Regions from separate parts of the Sus scrofa genome. Here region 1 is linked to region 2. A link is a contact called in public HiChIP or PLAC-seq data. All regions are on one chromosome and are shown on one strand. Each heading gives the region's core, a stretch centred on a gene start, on an enhancer-like site or on the middle of the called end of the contact. The rest is flanking DNA. Distances are from core to core; before and after follow the strand shown.

What was found. HiChIP or PLAC-seq counts read pairs in DNA pulled down with a chosen protein or histone mark.
Region 1: a contact with region 2 is called in an H3K27ac HiChIP or PLAC-seq map of alveolar macrophages. The contact joins the promoter of PHKA1 here to the promoter of RPS4X in region 2. A contact is called at or near these places in 1 of 47 Hi-C or Micro-C datasets (liver) and 1 of 2 datasets of contacts at active chromatin or transcription factors (alveolar macrophages).

The regions. Positions count from the first base shown.
Region 1 is chrX:58,581,813-58,585,961 of Sscrofa11.1, reverse strand. PHKA1 (phosphorylase b kinase regulatory subunit alpha, skeletal muscle isoform) reads left to right here and starts at 2,746. Exons shown (of 32, transcript XM_021080697.1): 1 at 2,746-3,252. The coding sequence starts at 3,175.
Region 2 is chrX:58,152,456-58,156,843 of Sscrofa11.1, reverse strand. RPS4X (ribosomal protein S4, X-linked) reads left to right here and starts at 1,665. Exons shown (of 7, transcript NM_001204283.1): 1 at 1,665-1,716; 2 at 2,711-2,788; 3 at 3,272-3,452; 4 at 3,813-3,910. The coding sequence starts at 1,714. It also overlaps the pseudogene LOC100622164.

The DNA.
Region 1 (4,149 bases), core at 1,497-3,996, 430 kb before region 2:
GGAGGAAGTGGGATGGACTGGGAATCTGGGGTTAATAGATAAAAACTATTGCATTTGGAATAGATAGGCAATGAGATCCTGCTGTATAGCACAAGGAACTATATCTAATCACTTGTGATGGAGCATGGTAGAGGATAATGTGAGAAAAAGAATGTATATATGTATGTGTGACTGGGTCACTTTGCTATACAGTAGAAAATTGACAGAACACTGTAAACCAACAATGGTGAAAAAAAAATCATTTTAAAAAATTTTGGAGTTTTGAAAATTAGTATGATTAAAACTTCCAGGTAATATAAGGGAGCAAATATAAAATATTCCCATGAACCTGGAAATAAAATTTTATTTGAGAATTAAACTATAAAATTAATGTGCAGTGAATCCAATGGCTTCCAGACAGGCGAGACTTGACTATCTTTTGGTTGGATAATTTTGACGTATCTAAAGGAAGAATGCATCCGCAAACTATGGAAATGTAGACAGTGGAGAGTCAGTGAAGCCAACAAAGACAGAGCAGTCTCGTTACCTAATTTTCATGTGCCTTAGTTTCTCCATCTCTAAGAAGGGGTTAATAATAGTATTTACTTGGTAGAGTAATTACGTAAAACAAAATAGTACTTGGTAGGGTGTGAGGCTTATACATTAGTAAAGGGAGGGAATGTAGTGGCCAGGCTAATATAAACTGTCACTGTCCTATTTCTCCTTAACAACCAACATCCTGGTTTTCCCACATCAGTGTCTCATGAGGTAATCAGCATGAGTCAGCCTCCTGAGTCAACAAGTTCAAGGACACTGAGGAGATCAAGTTTCTAAGACTGCAGGACAGAAAGGCCCAGCCTGGATTGAGGTTGAAAGCACCAATGTAATGCCATCCAGCAACAGCTACCTTTGGCATTCCTAATCTAGGATAACTGGGGTGGGGAGTAGGGAAGTTCAATGCGGTAGGAATAAAAATACTAGAAAAATTAAAATATTAACAGGTGGTTGTTTGTAGTGATTATGGGTGATTTGCTTTACTTTTCTGTACCTTCCTAATTTTCTTAACTGACCATATATTACTTTAATAGTTTTAAAACGTTTTTTGCTTTTTAGGGCTGCACCTGCAGCATATGGAAATTCCCAGGCTAGGGGTCGAATCGGAGTTGCAGCTGCTGGCCTACAATGCAGCCACAGCCATACCAGATCCAAGCTGTGTCAGCGACCTACACCACAGCTCATGGCAACGCTGGATCCTTAACCCACTGAGCAAAGCCAGGGATCAAACCCTCATTCTCATGGATACTACTCAGATTTGTTTCCACTGAGCCACAACAGGAACTCCCTTAAAAACATTTTTAAATGATGGTGAGGTGAAGTAAAAGAGAGGGCAGTAGCTTCAAGGGTACACAGCTAGAGAAAGGTCTTTTGAGGCGACAGGCCAAGGAGGAGATTTCAGGGAGTTAAGGACTAGAAAGAACAGGGGCAGTCAAGCACTCTTTCCTCCAAAATGAAGTAGCTTTCCCCGGGAAGACTTTTTCTCCCTTTGTACACCTGGGCCTTAAAGTAGCTTGATATTTGCCAGTCATGGCATTTGCTTAGCCAGTGTATGCAATGGAAATTATTTGCTTGAGAATTTTAAATGTATCACCATATCTAACTATATCACCGACTTGGCCGTTGAACGTTCCAGATCTGAGTTCTCGAGCATTCCCTCCTTCTTCATCACCAGCACCAAATATTTACTAGTCAACTTCCAATGTGCCAGGCTTCACGCTAATTTGGGTCGGGGTGATGGTGGGGGTTGGAACGGAGGAAAGACTAAATTTAGAGAAACAAAAAGATAAACGAAAATGCAAAATCACTGTGGCCTTGGTGAGTTGGCTAAAGAAGGCTTAGAACCGCAGATTCTTAAGTTGGACCTGAAAGGTCAATCAGTCTAAGTCTCTTACCTCGCGATTCCGAGAACAGGAGGCACTTAAGCCTTGCCTTGAAAGACATGCAGTATTTGAATAATCCGAGATCAAGATGTGGGGTTTGGGCCAGTAAACAGACGGAGCAAAGACCCTGGGGCCGGGCACCGGGAAGGGTGTGGACCGACTACTCCTGGGCTAGTGATCAGCGTTACCTACAGGTTTATTTTCTATCTTCTCTTTCTGTCTTTATTTTCAGCTGAGTCTTTGCAGCCTCAGCCTTGTGACCTACGTGCGCACGCGGGAGCCTTCCAAAGCCGCTATAGAATCTCCTCCAGCTCCTCTCCAGCCAAGGCAATCTTGAGCACCGCTCCTTCCCAGCCCAGTTCCCGCCTGGGTCACTCATTTTCTCAAAGCCCACCACTGCCCTCTCCTTCCCAAGCGCGCTGATTCGCCACTTTCTAAGGAATAAAGTAATTTAGGCAGTTGTTTCTACTTTGTTTTGGGTCAGAGTTAAGAGTTTAATCTGAGCTTTGAGTCAAAAGTATAAAATACAATAAAGACCCGAAAATTCCAATTCTTTAGACACCGAAGGCAAAAGGTCGTTCTTTCCTTTTAGGTTTGAAGTTACAATAGGTTCCTAAAATTAGTCCAGCAGAAGAAACAGGTTGCCCCAAATCCTGTGTGTACAGCAAGTGTGGACAACAGAAATAGTCATTTGAGGTGTTTCGAAAATAAACCCTTGATAGCACATTGCATACGGTGACACATTCTCGGCCTCGGGGCCGGTGGGGGCACCAGGGGCGGGGCGAGGGCCTGGGGGCGGAGAAAGTCCCCGGGCGTCGCGCGCAGCTGCAGGGATCCACGGCGTCCGCCCCGCCTCCCGGTTGTCTTTCGCGCAAGGTGGAGGCGGAGTCGCGGCCGGTGACCTGCTGCTGCCGCCGGCCGCACGGAAGACTGTGCCGCGGGTCACTCGGGTCTCCAGGAGTGGAGCAGAGGATGCAGAAGGCACCCACAGAGGCCAGACGAACTTGAGGAAGGCGGCAAGCGGCCCCGGAGGCACTTCGGAGGCGCCCTGGACTGCGAGAGGCTCGGACGCCCGCCGGCGGGTAGTGGCTGCGGAGGCTGTCGTGGCCGGGACAGCCCGCCCCAGGCCTGAACAGCGATAGGGCCTGGCACTTGAGCTTACCACAGCGAGGGTGGAGCTGCGTTGAGGTCTCTTTTCTTGGATAGACCGTGGGCTCCTGTGGCACTCTGTTTCTGAGAGGATTGGAAACCGAGCGGGATGAGGAGCAGGAGTAACTCCGGGGTCCGGCTAGATGGCTATGCTAGGCTAGTGCATCAGACCATCCTGTGCCATCAGGTAACTGGAGGGGTGTCACCTGTGAACTCGGAGGGTGTGGAGTGTGACAGCCTGGACGGAGACCCTAGGTGAACCCGTGTGTGTTGGCGGGGGGGGGGGGGGGCTGTGTGTGTGTGTGTTTTGCAGGTTCTCCCTCCCCCTAGCTGGGGAGGCTGTAAAGGACCCTGAAGAAAAGCTAGGTGTTGGGCCAGGAACAGAACCAGAGTTAGCTGTGAGTTCTGAGTCATGGCTTCTGAGCACTCCCCTGTTCCCCCCGTGCCCGAAACCACAGCTGGGTTCCAGGGGCCAGAGTTGAAAGATGCCGGGTAGATTGTTTTTTGGCACTGCCCCCCACCCCCGACCCATGCTTGAGCTCTGCCTCCTTCCCCTCCCGCTGAAGAAAAGAGGTAGGGGAAATTTTAGCCATCTTAAAACTAGACTGTTGGTGAAGATCTGAAGTACACTGTGTATATTGTTTTGTTTGTTTTTGTCTTTTTTAGGGCCATACCTGCAGCATATGGAAGTTCCCAGGCTAGGGGTTGAATTGGAACTGTAGCCACTGGCCTACACCACAGCCACAGCAAAGCAGGATCCGAGGCAAAGCTGTGACCTACACCTCACCCAATGCCAGATCTTTAACCCACTGAGCAAGGCCAGGGATCGAACTCACTTCCTCTTGGATACTAGTCTAGTCGGGTTCGTTGAGCCACGACGGGAACTCCCCATGTGTATATTGTTAATCATAATTTTTCTACTCTTTTAATGGTGATTTTTTGTTGGTAGTTCATTCTTTCTAACTGAAAAGTTAAAACACTGCCTTTCTTTTAAGAATATCCACATTTCAGATTTAAGTCTTCAGCCAGCTCTTTCCTCTTTTTTGAGATACATGCTTGCACTTAGAAGAAGAGAAGATTATAA
Region 2 (4,388 bases), core at 416-2,915:
GGCCCAAGGGCAGTTTCAAAGTAGGGAAATAACATGATCAGATCTAAGTCTCAGATAACTGGATGGTCTCTAATGTCCCCTCTCTTTCCTGAGACTTTATGATAAATGCCACATGTGTTGTGCAGAAATCGAGGGGTAGAGTTCAAACAGAGATCCTACCCTCCCACCCCCTAGGCTGCACCCCCTTGGCAATCTGCAGAGAAGCTGGAGGGAAAAAACATTGGCTCTTCCCAATAGTATGGGCAGGTTGGCTGGCTCGAGGGAACTTGGAAGAAGGAACAGAAAAAATACGCTTAATAAATAATATTGAATATTTATTTTAATGTGTTTTTAGGAGTTCCCGTCGTGGCTCAGTGGTTAACGAATCTGACTAGGAACCATGAGGTTGCAGGTTCGATCCCTGGCCTTGCTCAGTGGGTTAAGGATCTGGCATTGCCCTGAGCTGCGGTGTAGGTTGCAGATGCGGCTTGGACCCCGCATTGCTGTGGCTGTGGAGTAGCCTGGGGGCTACAGCTCTAATTAGACCCCTAGCCTGGGAACCTCCATGTGCCGCAGGAGCGGCCCTAGAAAAGGCAAAAAGACAACCCCCCCCAAAAAAAAAACAAAAACCTGCACCACAGCAGCAACCGGATCTGCTTCAGTAGTGATGATGCCAGATCAGATCATTAACCCGATTCGCCACAAGAGAACTCCTTATTTATTTATTTATATGGCCGCACCTGTTGCGTAAGGAAGTTCCCAGGCAGAGGATTGAATCTGAGCTACAGCTGCCACCCAAAACTGTGCCACTGTTGAGACCGCCTATCCTTTTTTTTTTTTTTTTTTTTGTCTTTTGTCTTTTTGTTGTTGTTGTTGCTATCTCTTGGGCCGCTTCCGCGGCATATGGAGGTTCCCAGGCTAGGGGTCTATCGGAGCTGTAGCCATCGGCCTATGCCAGAGCCACAGCAACGCGGGATCCGAGCCGCGTCTGCAACCTACACCACAGCTCACGGCAACGCCAGATCGTTAACCCACTGAGCAAGGGCAGGGACCGAACCCGCGACCTCATGGTTCCTAGTCGGATTCGTTAACCACTGCGCCACGACGGGAACTCCCGCCTATCCTTTTTTAACTGAAGAATAGTTAGTTGATTTACAATGTTGTCTTAGTTTCAGGTGTACAGCAAAGAGATTCAGTTACATATGTGTATATGTATATATATTGTCTATATATGTATATATATTCTTTATATCTATATTCTTTTTCAGATTATTTTCCTTTATAGTTTATGACAAAATATTACATATAGTTCCTTGTGCTATAGAGTAGGACCTTGTTTATCTCAATATATTCTACTGATAATAGGATCATGTGTAGGTAGAACTAGTAGCCTCACTTTTTCCTCTCCTCGAAGGCAGGGAGCTTGCCTAGTGCACCTTTGTCCAGCACCTAACACAGAATCATGCGCCCCAAAGACGCTCAGCAAATACCCGAGCGGGGAGGGCGGGAAAGGGGAGGGAGGAAATCGTCCTTGGGAGACACCCCTTTTTTCGGTGGAGGTTCCCAAGCTCGGGACCTCTGACCTCCCACCAGCAGGTGGCAAGATAGCCTCCCCGCGCGCCACGAAGGGGCGGAGCTGGGAGGAGCGTCCGAGGTTCCGGCGCGCGCAGCCGCGGACCTTCTTTTCTCCGCGCGCCGGAAGGAGGCGGACCTCTTTTCGTGCCTAGCGCAGCCATGGTAAGGTGGCTTCTTGGGGAGCTCTTGGGACCCATCAGCCTCCATCCTCCCAGGGCTGGGGCTGCCCGGGGTTGCGGGGCTCCCGCAGGGGGTCGCCGGGCGGAAACGAAGGGAGAGCAGCAGGCGGGGTGGGCCTAGGGGGGCTCGAGAGCGAAGGCGAACGCGGGTCCCCGGCCGGCCCGGGGATGGGGGTTGGGGAGTTGGAGATCGATGCCGCTGGCGGGAAGGCCTCTGTCTTCGGGCCGGCCACACCCGGCCACGGATCCTGCGGCCTTGGGAGGAGCGTCTTGCTTCCCAGACCGGAGCCCAGGCTGGCCCCGGAGGACAGACGTCAGGCCTCGGGCGGGTGGAGAAACTTTTTGCTGTGTTTTTGGTACGGCCTGACTTCATGACTTTAGGTAGTGTGGCCAGTAAGTAATATTACAGAGGCTTCCGCATTCTAAGGTGAAAAACTCACTTTCAGAGTTCGAGGAAGCAGCTATTGGCACGTGGTTGTGCCGAGGTCAGATTAAATCTCGCATCAAATACTTAAAAAACCAGAAATGCTCAGTTGGATAAGTAGAAGCACAGATTGAGTTCTGGTCCGTTTTCTGTTGCTGGCCGGTTGTGCGCCACGAGGTCCACCCCAGGCTATTTCACCAACATACTCTCCTCGAAAAAGACAGCCTCTAGAATCAGGCGCTTGGAAACAGTAACATGTAGATACTTAGTAACATGAAATGCTGTTTTGAGAGACAGTAATCACTTAGTATTCTTTTTGTACAGTAAGAAAGTTGACTATGGTTTATGGAACCTATAGTATTTGCTAGATACTGTGTATGCATTCGCTTCTGCCTTTTATCACGTGGCTTTATGCTTTTTTTTTGTTTGTTTGTTTTTAACATTGTCCACATTTTGTTGAAGAGGAAACAGACTCGCTCTTCTTTCAAGGATGGCTTATAAGACCTGAAACCATTTAACAGTATTAAAATTTACAACTTTGAAACTCTTTCAGGCTCGTGGTCCCAAGAAACATCTGAAGCGCGTAGCAGCTCCAAAGCATTGGATGCTGGATAAACTGACCGGTGTGTTTGTAAGTATCTTAAGGGACATCTTTCACAATTTTATTGAGATAAAATTGACGTATTTAAGAGACACGCTTTATATTGTTCCTTTATGTGCCAAGCATCCCTGATTACCATGTCCAAAAAAATGTTCCCTGCAGTGCCTCCCAAAAGTCATTTTTTTGGGGGGGGGGGGGCAGAACTAGAGGAAGACTTGTCTGTTCTTGAAGGCCCTGTGTATCTAGCTGCACCCTACCTTACTGTAGCATAATAATTCTGTGCCTCATTCCGTATACCACAATTTGGGTAGATGCAGGACTTCAAATATTAACAGGTCTGGTCCTCTGAAAGGGGAAATGCTGGAAAACTTGGAGGTCTGGAATAGTTTTGTGGGCCTTGAAGGCCTCTCTTGTTTACTCAAATTGAGGGGGTGACAGTGGTGGATTGCAGGACTTGAGAGGTGGTTTGAGTGAATCCCAACAATGAGATTTTTTTAAAAAATCGTTTTACAGGCTCCTCGTCCATCTACTGGTCCCCACAAGTTGAGGGAATGTCTCCCCCTCATTATTTTCCTAAGGAACAGACTTAAGTATGCCCTAACAGGAGATGAAGTAAAGAAGATATGCATGCAGCGTTTCATTAAGATAGACGGCAAGGTCCGCACTGATATAACCTACCCCGCTGGTTTTATGGGTAAGTGGTTAGTGATGGGCACTTCATGGCTCCTGAACTCCTTCTCTGAAAAGGTAGTTGTATTAAATACAACTTTTATCAGTCTCAGAAACATAGCATGACCGTCCCCCTCACGAGTTTACTTCATATTGCAGGGCTGCAAATCATAAATTATTTTTCAAAACCAGATTTCAGTTCTCTAAATTTTACATGTCATGAAAAAAAGGATTTTGAAACATTAAAGGTTAGCTAGCCACTATTGATTGTAGGAACCCTAGTTGGTATTCAAAATACGGAGGTTTTTTTTTCTTCTTAAAGTGACGTTATTGCTCAGCATAGGGTAGTGTGGGTCACTATAGTAACCTTAGTGTTTTATGTCAGATGTCATCAGCATTGACAAGACTGGAGAGAATTTCCGTCTGATCTATGACACCAAGGGTCGTTTTGCTGTTCATCGTATTACACCTGAGGAGGCCAAGGTGAGTGTTGCAAACAGGCTGAGCCAAAATTTAAGTACATGGGCTGATCATTGTGGTGAGGTAGGTACATTAAGATTCCTTAGAGAGGAATAGCAGCTGGTCAGCAATTGAGTGTGTTTTGTCATGTATGCTATTCTGTATCATGTAATTAAAAGTTCTGTTAACAGCTGTATAGCAGTGTGTTGCTGGATATCTAATAATTGACTCCTATTTGAAGTTAACATCTTCAACAGATGGTTTTCTTTTTATCTTATTATTATTTTTTGTCTTTTTGTAGGGCCGCACCTGCGGCATATGGAGGTTCCCAGGCTAGGGGTCGAATCAGAGCTACAGCTGCCGGCCTACACCACATCTCGTGGCAGTGCCAGATCCTTAACCCACTGAGAGAGGCCAGGGATGGAACCAGCAACCTCATGGTTCCTAGTCGATTTGTTTCCGCTGTGCCACAATGGGAACTGCAGATGGTTTTCTTTTTTTA